3 separate regions of the Sus scrofa genome follow, and all the other regions are linked to region 2. Evidence: chromatin contacts called from public HiChIP or PLAC-seq data. All regions are on one chromosome and are shown on one strand. Each heading gives the region's core, a stretch centred on a gene start, on an enhancer-like site or on the middle of the called end of the contact. The rest is flanking DNA. Distances are from core to core; before and after follow the strand shown. Region 1 holds the start of INTS3 (integrator complex subunit 3). Region 2 holds the start of CRTC2 (CREB-regulated transcription coactivator 2). Region 3 has its middle 30 kb from the start of SLC27A3.

Region 1 (3,844 bases), core at 393-2,892, 210 kb before region 2:
TAAAATTTTATTTATTTATTTATCTTTTGTCTTTGTGGTATTTCTTGGGCCGCTCCCGTGGCATATGGAGATTCTCGGGCTAGGGGTCTAATCGGAGCCATAGCCGCCGGCCTATGCCAGAGCCACAGCAACGCTGGATCCGAGCCGCGTCTGCAACCTACACCACAGCTCACGGCAACTTCGGTTCGTTAACCCACTGAGCAAGGGCAGGGACCGAACCCTCAACCTCATGGTTCCTAGTCGGATTCGTTAACCACTGCGCCACGACCGGAACTCCTAATGTTTAAATTTTTGTAGTGAGTTTTAATTACACGTTTTTTTAAATTATAGGAATTGAATTTATTTATTTATAAACCACACCCAGTGGCTCTTGGAAGTTCCCAGGCAGCAGCTGATTTGCTGCAGTGAAAACGAGGGATCCTTAACCTGCCTCACCACAAGAGAACTCCTAATCATAGGAATTTAAAAAAATGTCTTGGGAGACTTATGCTGATTAGGTAGGGGTGAATCGGGTAAGTTTACTGAGAATTTGGGAAATTTAGAAGGTATCTGAGAGGGTTGTTTAGTATAATTAGAGAAGTAGCAGGATGTTGAATGGACTGGAATCCATTAAATCCCTAGGGATGTATCATATATACACATGTACATAGGCTAGAGAAGAACAAATTCCAGAGCCTTTTTTTTTTTTTTTTTGGTGCCACGCCTGAGGCATGTGGCAGTTCCCAGGCCAGGGATTGAACCCGACCCACAGTAGGGACCCCTGATCTGCTGCATTGACAATGCTGGACCCTTAACTCGCTGGGTCACAAAGGAACTCACAGAGGCTTTTTTAAGAAAAAAGTGGTTGAATATGGGAGGGAGACGAATGAATGTCAGAAACAAGCTTCTGCAGCCGGGTTGCTGGGGGCAAATGCTGACACTAACGCAGATAAAACAGGACAATACAGAGCTTCCAGAAGCCAATAATGAATCAGTGCACGATTCTAATGATTTGGTGGGCAAAGTGGGTCTATGCACTTTTTTTTTTTTTTTGCAACCTCTGGCGAAAAACTGCACTTGCGTGAGCGCCTACACTTGCTTGCGTGATGCACTCTTAGCTCCAGGAGCTGGCGCCATACTATCCGATGACATTTGCTCTGGGACCGCTTAAGGGTCAAGGCTCCGCTCCCCGGCCCCGCACTGTCAATTCGTAGCTAGGTTTCGGGCTTCCCAAAGCCACCCAGGACTAGTGCCCCGGTTTCCGCACCCACCCCAACTTCAGAATGAGGGAGAGCGAAGACGGGCGCCGCGCGTGCGCGTCAATATACGCAGGCGCAGCCTCTCTCCTTCCTGATCATCTCGCACTCACACCCCACCTCCGGGAAGTCGTTCTGTCCCGCCCTCTGAGAGCAAAGAAGGAATGCTATTGGGTAGTCTGGTTGTCCATCAACTCAGTCTCTCTTTTGCTCAATACCATTGGCAGCCGGGGAGAAGGCTCTGGGGCCGACGTCGGCCTATTCCTTCGAGTGTCAGCGCCACCGCGGAAGCCGCTATTGGCGGAGGCCAGGGACCGCGTCTGCTCACTTCCGGCGCGGGCCTCCACGATTCCTTCCCCTCCCCCGCCGTCGCCCTCAGCCTTCCCACCCCCCCGCCCTTCCACCATGGCCGCCTCTGTGTGGTGTAGGGAGAAGCTTGTCCTCCGTGTCCTCCCATAGCGCTTACTGCTTCACCCTCACCCCCTGGGGGCCGGATCCAAAGGAACCTCGCTCCCCAATCCTTGGGGCACCAGCCAGGAAGGTTTCCTATTCCCTGCTTCAGGCGCAGGACTCCTCTTTCCCCCACCTCCTGAGGCAGAAACTTAGGATTTTCCTTGCTTCTCTTAGGGTCAGAAGCCAGAGAGGGCTCCCCTTGCACTTCTTCAGGGACAGAAGCCTCTCCCACCCTTCCGTAGGGGTGCAGACCCTTACCCCAGCATACTTAGGAGCTAACGGCGTTTCCTCAGCACTGCCACTCCAGAGGCAGCACCCAGAGGCCCGTCCTCCTTCGCCTCCTGCACGGGAGCGGCCTTTCGGAGAGGAGGGAGGAGTAGAGAGGCCAGGGACCCTGTCCTTCCCGTCCCCCACTTGTCCCTCTTGTCCCTCCTGTCCCTGGCAATCCTAAATTCCTCATTTCTAGGACTTCCCATCCATCCACTCCCTGGCCTTTTCCCGTCTCCTGGCTGCAGCCATGGAGTTACAGAAGGGAAAGGGGGCAGCAGCAGCAGCTGCTTCGGGAGCAGCGGGAGGTGGAGGAGGAGCGGGAGCAGGAGCCCCAGGAGGGGGGAGGCTGCTACTTTCTACCAGTTTGGATGCCAAGGATGAGTTAGAGGAGGTAGGTGTGGGGGGTGGGGAAGGGAGTTAAGAAATGGGGTTGAGGAGGGATACTGGAGCGGATATAGGGTGGGGGTGGGGGAGGAGGCCTTCAAGTTTTTTCTAAGGCCACACAAACACTGCTCCAGACTTCCTGGTCCTGAAGGAAGAAGTGTGGGCCAACTTCCTGGGCAGGTTGTCATAGCAACAGCAGCCAGTGGTGTGAAAATGGGGTGGGGGGGTGTTGATGAGGAAGGGATGCAGCATCCAGATCTACCGAATTTATTTTTGATAGCCTTTTCCGCATACAGGCCACAGCTATTCTGAATATTTACCCTGTTTCAGTCTTAGGTCATATATTGAGTTGAGAAGTAATGTATGTCTGTATAGGGGTCTGGGGGAGGGTGGTGGCAGACAGAAGCTTGCAGACAGACATTGAACCCTTCTGTGAGATAGTATTGACTTCATGTAGGCACAATTGCCAGTGATGTTCACTGGAGTTTAGAATGAGTGAAGACTTAGGAAGAGTGCGTTGTGTTTAGTTACTACAGCAGTGGGGCGAGCAGGGCATAGGACGTAGGGGACTCTCTTTCAAAACCAGGTCATACATCCATGAAGGAGAGAACACATAGCTGCTGAAAAAGGGGATAGGGTGAGGCGACGGAGTGGGTTTGAATCAGGATTTTAGACTACTGAATAATTGACCCTCCCCTCCCCCACTGGCCCTTGCCCTGTCTGACAACCCAGAGTTGATCACTTATCCCTTTCCATTGCTCTGCATGAAGAGACCCAGAAGTGGGACATGATTGCTGAACTGTTTGTAAGACCTAATACATTCAACCCAGTGGCTATCCAGGGACAGGATGAGTCAGGTAATAGGCTCTGGCTCTTCACTGGCCATTTCCCTGCTTCTGATTTTGTCACTGCTCTCTATCAGATACTAGAGGGTGGGCAGGCTGATAGGTGGAATTCATAGTTTAGATTTGAAAAAAAAAAAAAAATGTTGGTTCAGATACAAGATGGTGGAACCTAGGTGCAAAAATGCACTTTGTGAATCAAGAAATGCCTGGATAGCAACATTGCTGATTATCCATCAGCAAATGTCTACTCACAGCCTGGCTTCCCATCATGCTTCTCCCCGTAATTCTTTGTGCATTTAGATGAATCAAAGGTTGTTTCTGCTGTTGTTTTTATCAGCCAAGGTCAATATAATTAGGAACATAAAACAGTGCTTCTAAAAGGAGAAACACTGTAATGTATTCCCAAAACAAATACAAAAGACTTTTGCCTGGATTGCTTGGTGCTTTATATCAATCCACTTTTTTAAGAAGTGGCCGCTGTCATTGTCAAAGTATTTACTGAGCCCCGTGTTCTAGCCCAGGAACTCTAGAATTGTGGCAAGAAAATCATTGACTGTTTTGTTCCCTACACCAGTTTGAGTAGAGGGAAAAAGACTCCAAGGGTTGGTGAAACTTTTTATTCCGCACCCTGATTGCTAGAGGGTCATCCTGTTTTTG
Region 2 (3,328 bases), core at 151-2,650:
TATGTATGTTCTACCATCCATCTCCTCCTAACTTCTATCTCCCTGCCATGAGGGAGCACTGCAATAGCCTCACCTGCTGTTTTGAGAATAATGTGTCTCTAAATTAGGACTGCACACCAGCTGGGCAAACTCCCACCCCTCACTCTCTCTGACATCCAGCCCTGGGAAGCAAGAAACCGAGGTCAGAGGGGCTTCAGAGGCAACTCTGCCAGGATGCCTTCTTTCTGCAACTTCCCAAGAATCAGTGTTCCCTACACATAGAAGACCCCCCCCCAAGGCACCTCAAAACTGACCCACAAAACAGCCATCTCCCTAGAAAGTTCAGCAAACCATCAGGTTCCACATAACCTATAGCCAACTGGTTACCCCCTTTTGAGATTCAAAGCCCTATCTCTCCTCCAAGGCGGCCAGGGCAAAATACCACGCACCAGTCTGTGAGCAATGGACCTCACCTTCATTCACGTCAGGAAACCACAAGAAGTATTTGAAAAAGGAAGCAAAGGGACGGGACGCAGGAGGGGACTTCCTGCCCCACTGTACCCAGCGCTGCCGTTCAAACCACTCAAGAGGCCCTTTCCCGGAGATAGCAAAGTACCGAGAGTAGCACAAGAGTGCAGAGAGACCAGATTAGAGGAGGTCACCAATTTAAAGGAGCCAGATTAGGGCAAGAAGGCCATCCACCCATCCCATAATCCAACATCGGAGGTGCTTCAGTAGAGTCCCCGAGAGGACTCAATCAGGGATGCACAAGGACCCCACCTCCTACCTTTGTCGGGCTGCGGGGACCACCTCATCTCTCTGTCCACTCCTGCTTCACTTACTTAGTCACTAGTCTTTCCCAAACTCCCAACCTCTCTGCTGTTTTCATCTCCTCCGGCAAAATCCGTCTTCCTGCCCCTCGGCCCTCCACCCGCACCTCCCAGACAGCGGCGCCCGCGGCCCCCTGCCGCGTTCCGCCTCCTTCGCTGAGGCTCCCGCCCCCGCCCCGCCTCTCGGCTCCCAGCTCGGTAACTGCTCTGCTCCGCTCCCGCTCCCCGGAGCGGCCCCTTACCCGGGTGGATCCGATGTCCATCATCACCTCCTCGAAGGCCGCCGTCTCCTCGGCCTGACGCTGCTTCTGCAGCGCGATCTTCTCACTAAACTTGCGCGGATTGGAAGCTGAGGCCGTGGCCGAGCCGGGCCCGTTCGCCCCCGACGTCGCCATCTTCCTCCCCAGTCCCTCCCCGCCACCCTCCCAATACAAGCCACGGCCTCCGCCGCGGGCCCCGGCCCGGCTCTTCCAGCCGTAGCCGCCGCCGCCGCCTCAGCTAGCACCGCGAACCCGGCCCCAGCCTAGCCCTGACCTGTTGCGCGCGGGGACCGCTGGGAGTTGTAGTTTGTTTACGTGACCCTTTCAAAATCCCTGTCACGCAGTACGGGAGAGGAAACGGACACCGTTTCCCAGCAGTCCTATCGACTCCGGGAACTGGGGACTTTGCTCCTCCCTCCCGGCTCCTCCCCGCGCAGGGCAAGCTGGGAAAAGTAGTTCTAAATTGGCCCAGAGCCTACAAACGCGAAGGGGCGAGGGATTAAAAAGGGAGAAAAGGAGGGAAAGAGGGAGGAAAGGGAAGGGGTGGAGACAGGGAGGGAAGCAGGAAGAGACTAGAGGAAAAATTTGGTCATCTTCAGGGAAGGGGACTAGAGAGGGCTGAATGCAAACAGACCCGGGGTATCAAAACAGCTCTAAACATCTGGGACTCAGGCCCTCTCGGACTGGCAACGTGCCCACCCCTTCCCCCCCAAAATAAGTCAGACACTGTACACATGTATAGAAACATGTTTTATTTGGGTAATATATCCCAAAACAAGTCAGTTAGTAAAATAGATTCTAAAGAATATGGCCTATACACAGCCCCTCCCTCCCCAAAAATAACCCTGGGGGTGAGCCTTCCCCTCCCCCCTTGGGATCCTCTGGTATAAAAAATTTTTTGGCAGCTCAGTGTTTATCATCTGGGCATGGGGCACCACGTTCCTGTTCAGTATTCCTAGGGTGCAGCAGCGGTAGGGGGCGGTTGCTCTTCAAACTTTCCCCCCACCCCAAGTTGGCAAACATTTCTGCCCCACCCCGGGATCTGGGACCAAAACAAAGAGCAAGCAGGCCCCCTCCACTGAGGTGCTGGGCAGGGCTCAGTGCCATCACTGTGCTTTGAGAAAGAGGGAGGGGATTTATTTGGCACTTTAAAAATAGAGTGAGGGAGCAGGACTGGAGAAGCCAGAGAAGGTACCAAAACTGGCAGAAAGAGGCCATTTGGCACTAGTCTCCTGGGAGAAGGGACTGGGAAGATAGATACGAAAAGTAGGAAGGGTCCACTCCAAGTGACAGAGGGCTGAAATGGACTGGAACCAACAGGACTGCCTACTCTGGGCCTATGCCCTCTCTGTCCCTCTCCCACAGCAGCTGAGTGCCCACCTCCAGCCTCCCCAGTGGTAGCTTGTCCTCTGTGTAGTGTCTGACCCCTGATACTAGCACTCAATGTCTTCCCTAATACTATTGTCCCTTGATCATGTCTCTAGTGACTTGACCATCTTGTGTCCCCCTGAGCCTAGGAGCCAAGCTCTTGTCTGCCCACATCCTTCTTATTAACTGAATAATTCCAAAGGCTCCATCGCTACCTCCCAGAGGACTCTTTGGTCCTCAATATCTCCCTTCCTATTTCCCACACACTGGGGGAGGAGAGGAAGGTTAAGGGCACGTGAACCTAACCTCCCCTGCCCTCTTGGAGGCCCCTAGACTTGGATGAAGAGCAGGCCAGTGAGCAGAGCAAAGCCTGCTAGGAGCAGAATGACCTTGAGGATTCTCTGCTCAGAAGTGGCCAGCTCCTGGGGCAGGATTTCCAGGAAGGTGATATAGAGAAAGGTGCCAGCCGCCATGCCCTCCAGCACAGACTGGGCCAGCTGGTGCAGAGGCCCTGCTGACTCTGCCAGAGCTGCTCCCAGCCCAATGCCCAGAGGTGTCATGCATGAGAAGAGGATTCCACAGCCAGCCACCACTTGTGCTCGCAGGTGGCTCTGCAGCAGCCTCAGGGACAAGCTGACTGCCAGGATACCCTTGTGGAGAAGCAAAGCCAGGCACAACTCCATGGCCCGAGCCCGGTCTCGCTGCAGCCCCACCGCCAGCCCCTCGAACACGGAATGCAGGGCCAGGGAGAAGACCAGTACACAGGCCCGCAGGGCTGAGGGGGCTGCCAGGGCTCCACCTGCCTGTGGGACCCCTGATCCATCATGCCAGTGCTGCGGCCCACCATTCGTTGTTCCCAGCAGAGCCCTCATCTCCTCTCGAGGTGGTGGC
Region 3 (3,403 bases), core at 321-2,820, 140 kb before region 2:
GTGAGCTGTGGTGTAGGTTGCAGACGCAGATTAAATCCCACGTGGCTGTGGCTGTGGTGAGGCTGTCAGCTGCAGCTCCAATTCGACCCCTAGCCTGGGAACCTCCATATGCCGCAGGTGGGGCCCTAAAAAAACCCCACACACATACATACCAAAAAACCCACAAAAAAACAAACCCCAAAACAAAAACCACAGATGTGAGACTGCAAGGGTGCAAGCAAGTGGTCAGTAGGAAGTGGCAGCCATGGGCACAGAGCGGGAGCTGGGGCTCTGGGACAGAATTGTTGGTGGCAGAGCCTGGGGCGGCTCTCTAGGTGCTTAGGTTATTCCTGTGCCCTAGGTCTGTCACGCTTCCACCAACATCCAGAGTCAGTCGAGGTGGAGGGGGTGGGGCCACCTGCTTCCAGTGCCTGATCCGGGGGTGCCGGAGTCTGCCATTTCCTGGGAGCACAATGGCACCACTTTGAGTACTGCCCATCACCGGTGAGCACCAGCCAGGAGTGTGGCGGGGTGGCAGGCTGTGGGCCACCACACAACCACAGACCCCTGACTTCTGCATCCTCAGGGTGATGCTGCTGCCGCCTGGTGGCATCCTCCACATCACCAGTGTGGGCCAGGCTGACATGGGCATTTACTGCTGTATGGCACGAAATGTGGCCAATGCCTGCCACAGCCAGGATGCTCAGCTGACCTTGAAGGGTAAGCAAGGGCTAGGGAATCAGAATGGGCACTGGGCAGAGAGGAGGGTGTGAGAGCTGGTGCCACTGGGAGTGGATGTGGCTGATGTGGTTGTATATGGTACAGATACTTTTGCACGCTGGCCGTACATGAGGACTGTGCTGGGTGTGGGAATACAGCAGTAAGCAGATAGAACAGGCTGGGTGCATCGATAGCTTCCCAGAGCTTGCAACTGAATAGAGAGGGAAGTGGGGTGGGAACCCAGGGCAGACGCCTCTAACCCAGCCTTGGGCTGTGGTCAGGGGCCTTGGGAGAAAGCTATACCAAGCTGGGTGTTGAAGGGTGAGCAGGGAGGTAGGTCAAGGTCAGAGAGGTGGGGAGGGTGGCATCCCTGGCACTGCCTTGTGCAAAAGTTCAAGGATGAGAAAAGCACGGTTCATGCAGGCAGTTCCATGCTGCAGTTCCATAGAATGGGCAGAATTCAGGGTAACAAAGAAATGGTGTGGGTAAGGTAGGTGAGGCCCTTCATGAAAAGGAATTTGGACTTGATCCAGAGAGCAGTGGGGGCCCTTGATGGGTGTAGAGTGGTGGGCTTCTGTGTCTTAGCTGGGAGTGGATGCTGGGGTGTTGCTTGCATGTTCATGTGTGTACGTTTGCACGTTTCCTCCTGAGGATAAGGATGAAAATAGCTTTGTACCTGAGGTGAGACATCAAAAATGACCCCAAATGCAGACCAAGTGGGGCGGGAGAATTTGGGGCCTAAGGTAAGGGTCACAGAGGAGCCTAAGAAGAATTGGCACCTAGCAGGAAACTGAGGTAAGACTGATGCCAGAGTCTGAAGCCCAGATGCCAATGGGGATGTGAGAGGAAGGCATGCCTGAATCATCCACTAGGGGGCCCCACGGTATAGCTAACTAGTGAATCTTGGGCAAGCATTGAGGTGCCTCCACGTGGACTTTGAAAACCTCTGACAGAATTTCACCAAAGGCTGCTTGTTAAACTGAAGATGGAAAGGGGGCATCTATTGTGTCTCTGATCTGGACTACCTCAAAACCGAAAGCAGGGTGGGGAATCAGGGCCCCCTCCTTGAGAGTAGCGAGAAAAGCCTAGCCTGGGTGGGGTTCCTCTGGCCTTCTACTTCCTGTTCCCATCAACCATCTGGAGCAGGAGGGCAGGGCAGGATGCTAGGCTTCCATGATGATCAGGGCTCCTGGCCAAGTGCCAAGTTATCGGGCAGGCACAGGTCCTCCATCCTGCTGCCTGTGGAAGCAGGGAAATAAATGGCCAGAGAGCTTCAGGCAAATGAGAAGAGGCAGGTACCTGTTGGGAGCAGAGGATCAACCAGTAACTGAGGGTTCGTGGGCTGCCTAAATGTCGGAAAGGGGCCAGGGTCAGCATAGACTCTTCCGCCGGGACAGGAGCTGGAGATTGAGGCCCCCGACCATTCATTCCTAAAGCAACTTCTCTGGGGCAGGCCTTACCCTGGGTAGGAAGCAAGGATACGGAATTTCCCAGACTTCTGAGTGCACAGTGGCAGGAGGGGTATGCGGTCAGCTGTCTAGTGCCAGATTTGAGTCCCACCTCTGCTAGTCCCTCTGATGTTGAATAAGTTACTTAAGCTCCATGGCACTTGGCTTTCTCATCTGTAAATTTGGAGAAATAAAAGCTCTGGCCTCACAGGCTTTTCAGGGGGATGATGCATGTGGCACTCAGAGTATAATGCCTGTGGAAGGGTTTAGCCAGGGAAAGGTGAAGGGTTATTATATGGACCAGCTCACTGAACAGTCTGACCAGGGGGAATACAACCCTTTTGGCCAAGGTAGTCCATAGCCTGAACTAGAGCTTATGGGAGACAAACTGAGGAGTGCCTGGCCCAAAGTAGGCCCTCAATATATGATGGCAGGATGAATGAGTGAAATAGTATTCTAGGCCTTGAGGGAGCCTTAAAGATGTGGAAGACTTTATACCAGTCCTTGAGAAACTTTCATTTTATTTTTAAAAAATTAAAAAAATGTTGGCCCTGCCTGGGTGCAGTGGGAAGAGTTCTGTTTCCTGATTCCTCAACTTGCTGTTTTTACCCCGCAGTGGGATCCCCACAGCTGCTGCAGGAACTCGAGATCCTGTCTGGGCCTCAGAACCTGACTCTCAAGGTATACTGAACAGCAGTGCTGGAGTGCATCACCACAGGCCACCCATGGCCATTAGTCTGCTGGCGCTGCCTGGGTGCGCAGCCACCCTGCCCTGCTTCCCAGAGCCCCCAGCCCTTTGCCTTTCCCCAGCTCTGACCCCTGGCCTCCCCACAGACAGCTGCCCCATCAGAAGGCATCCAAGTCCTGGGCACTGGGAACCCCATGATCTCTGATGTGTCGGTTTAGCACTGGGGCACCTACGTCTGTGCAGCCAATTGGCCAGGCACCCGGGTCTGACACACAGCTCAGGGTGTCCTGCTTGTGCAGGGTGAGCCCCCAGGGCTGGCTGGAGAGAGTCCCGGGGCACCCCATCCCCCCAAGGGAACCTGGTTGGGAAGAGGGACAGGAAGAGGACAAGAGGCTGGACCTCATGGCACCTTCCACCTGCCATTGCCTGCCCAGCTCCCCCTGAGTTTGTCCAGTGGCCACAGTCCTTGTCCAAGCCTCCAGGCAACAGTGCCATCTTCACCTGCGTGGCCCAAGGCGTCCCAGAGCCCCCGTTGGTCTGGTTGAAGAATGGAAAGGGGCGGAGTCCT

Evidence for each region. HiChIP or PLAC-seq counts read pairs in DNA pulled down with a chosen protein or histone mark.
Region 1: an H3K27ac HiChIP or PLAC-seq map of alveolar macrophages shows a contact between it and region 2. The contact joins the promoter of INTS3 here to the promoter of CRTC2 in region 2. A contact is called at or near these places in 2 of 2 datasets of contacts at active chromatin or transcription factors (alveolar macrophages and skeletal muscle).
Region 3: a contact with region 2 is called in an H3K27ac HiChIP or PLAC-seq map of alveolar macrophages. The contact joins the enhancer-like site here to the promoter of CRTC2 in region 2. A contact is called at or near these places in 4 of 5 promoter capture datasets (fetal liver, fetal skeletal muscle, liver and 1 more), 11 of 47 Hi-C or Micro-C datasets (alveolar macrophages, embryonic fibroblasts, fetal liver and 6 more) and 2 of 2 datasets of contacts at active chromatin or transcription factors (alveolar macrophages and skeletal muscle).

What each region holds. Positions count from the first base shown.
Region 1 is chr4:95,942,603-95,946,446 of Sscrofa11.1, reverse strand. It overlaps INTS3 (integrator complex subunit 3), which reads left to right and starts at 1,642. Exons shown (of 30, transcript NM_001243322.1): 1 at 1,642-2,349. The coding sequence starts at 2,206.
Region 2 is chr4:95,732,301-95,735,628 of Sscrofa11.1, reverse strand. It overlaps CRTC2 (CREB-regulated transcription coactivator 2), which reads right to left and starts at 1,400. Exons shown (of 13, transcript XM_021089801.1): 1 at 1,052-1,400. It overlaps SLC39A1 (zinc transporter ZIP1), which reads right to left. Exons shown (of 4, transcript XM_001929505.4): 4 at 1,805-3,328. The coding sequence ends at 2,767.
Region 3 is chr4:95,871,753-95,875,155 of Sscrofa11.1, reverse strand. No RefSeq gene overlaps it. Among named protein-coding and RNA genes, the nearest start is that of SLC27A3, 30 kb to the left of the region's middle. Within about 2 kb of position 1,570, at least 24 of the 83 cell types and tissues checked have an H3K27ac peak or open chromatin away from gene starts, as enhancers often do. A contact at or near this core is called in alveolar macrophages, retroperitoneal adipose tissue and subcutaneous adipose tissue, where this site is marked.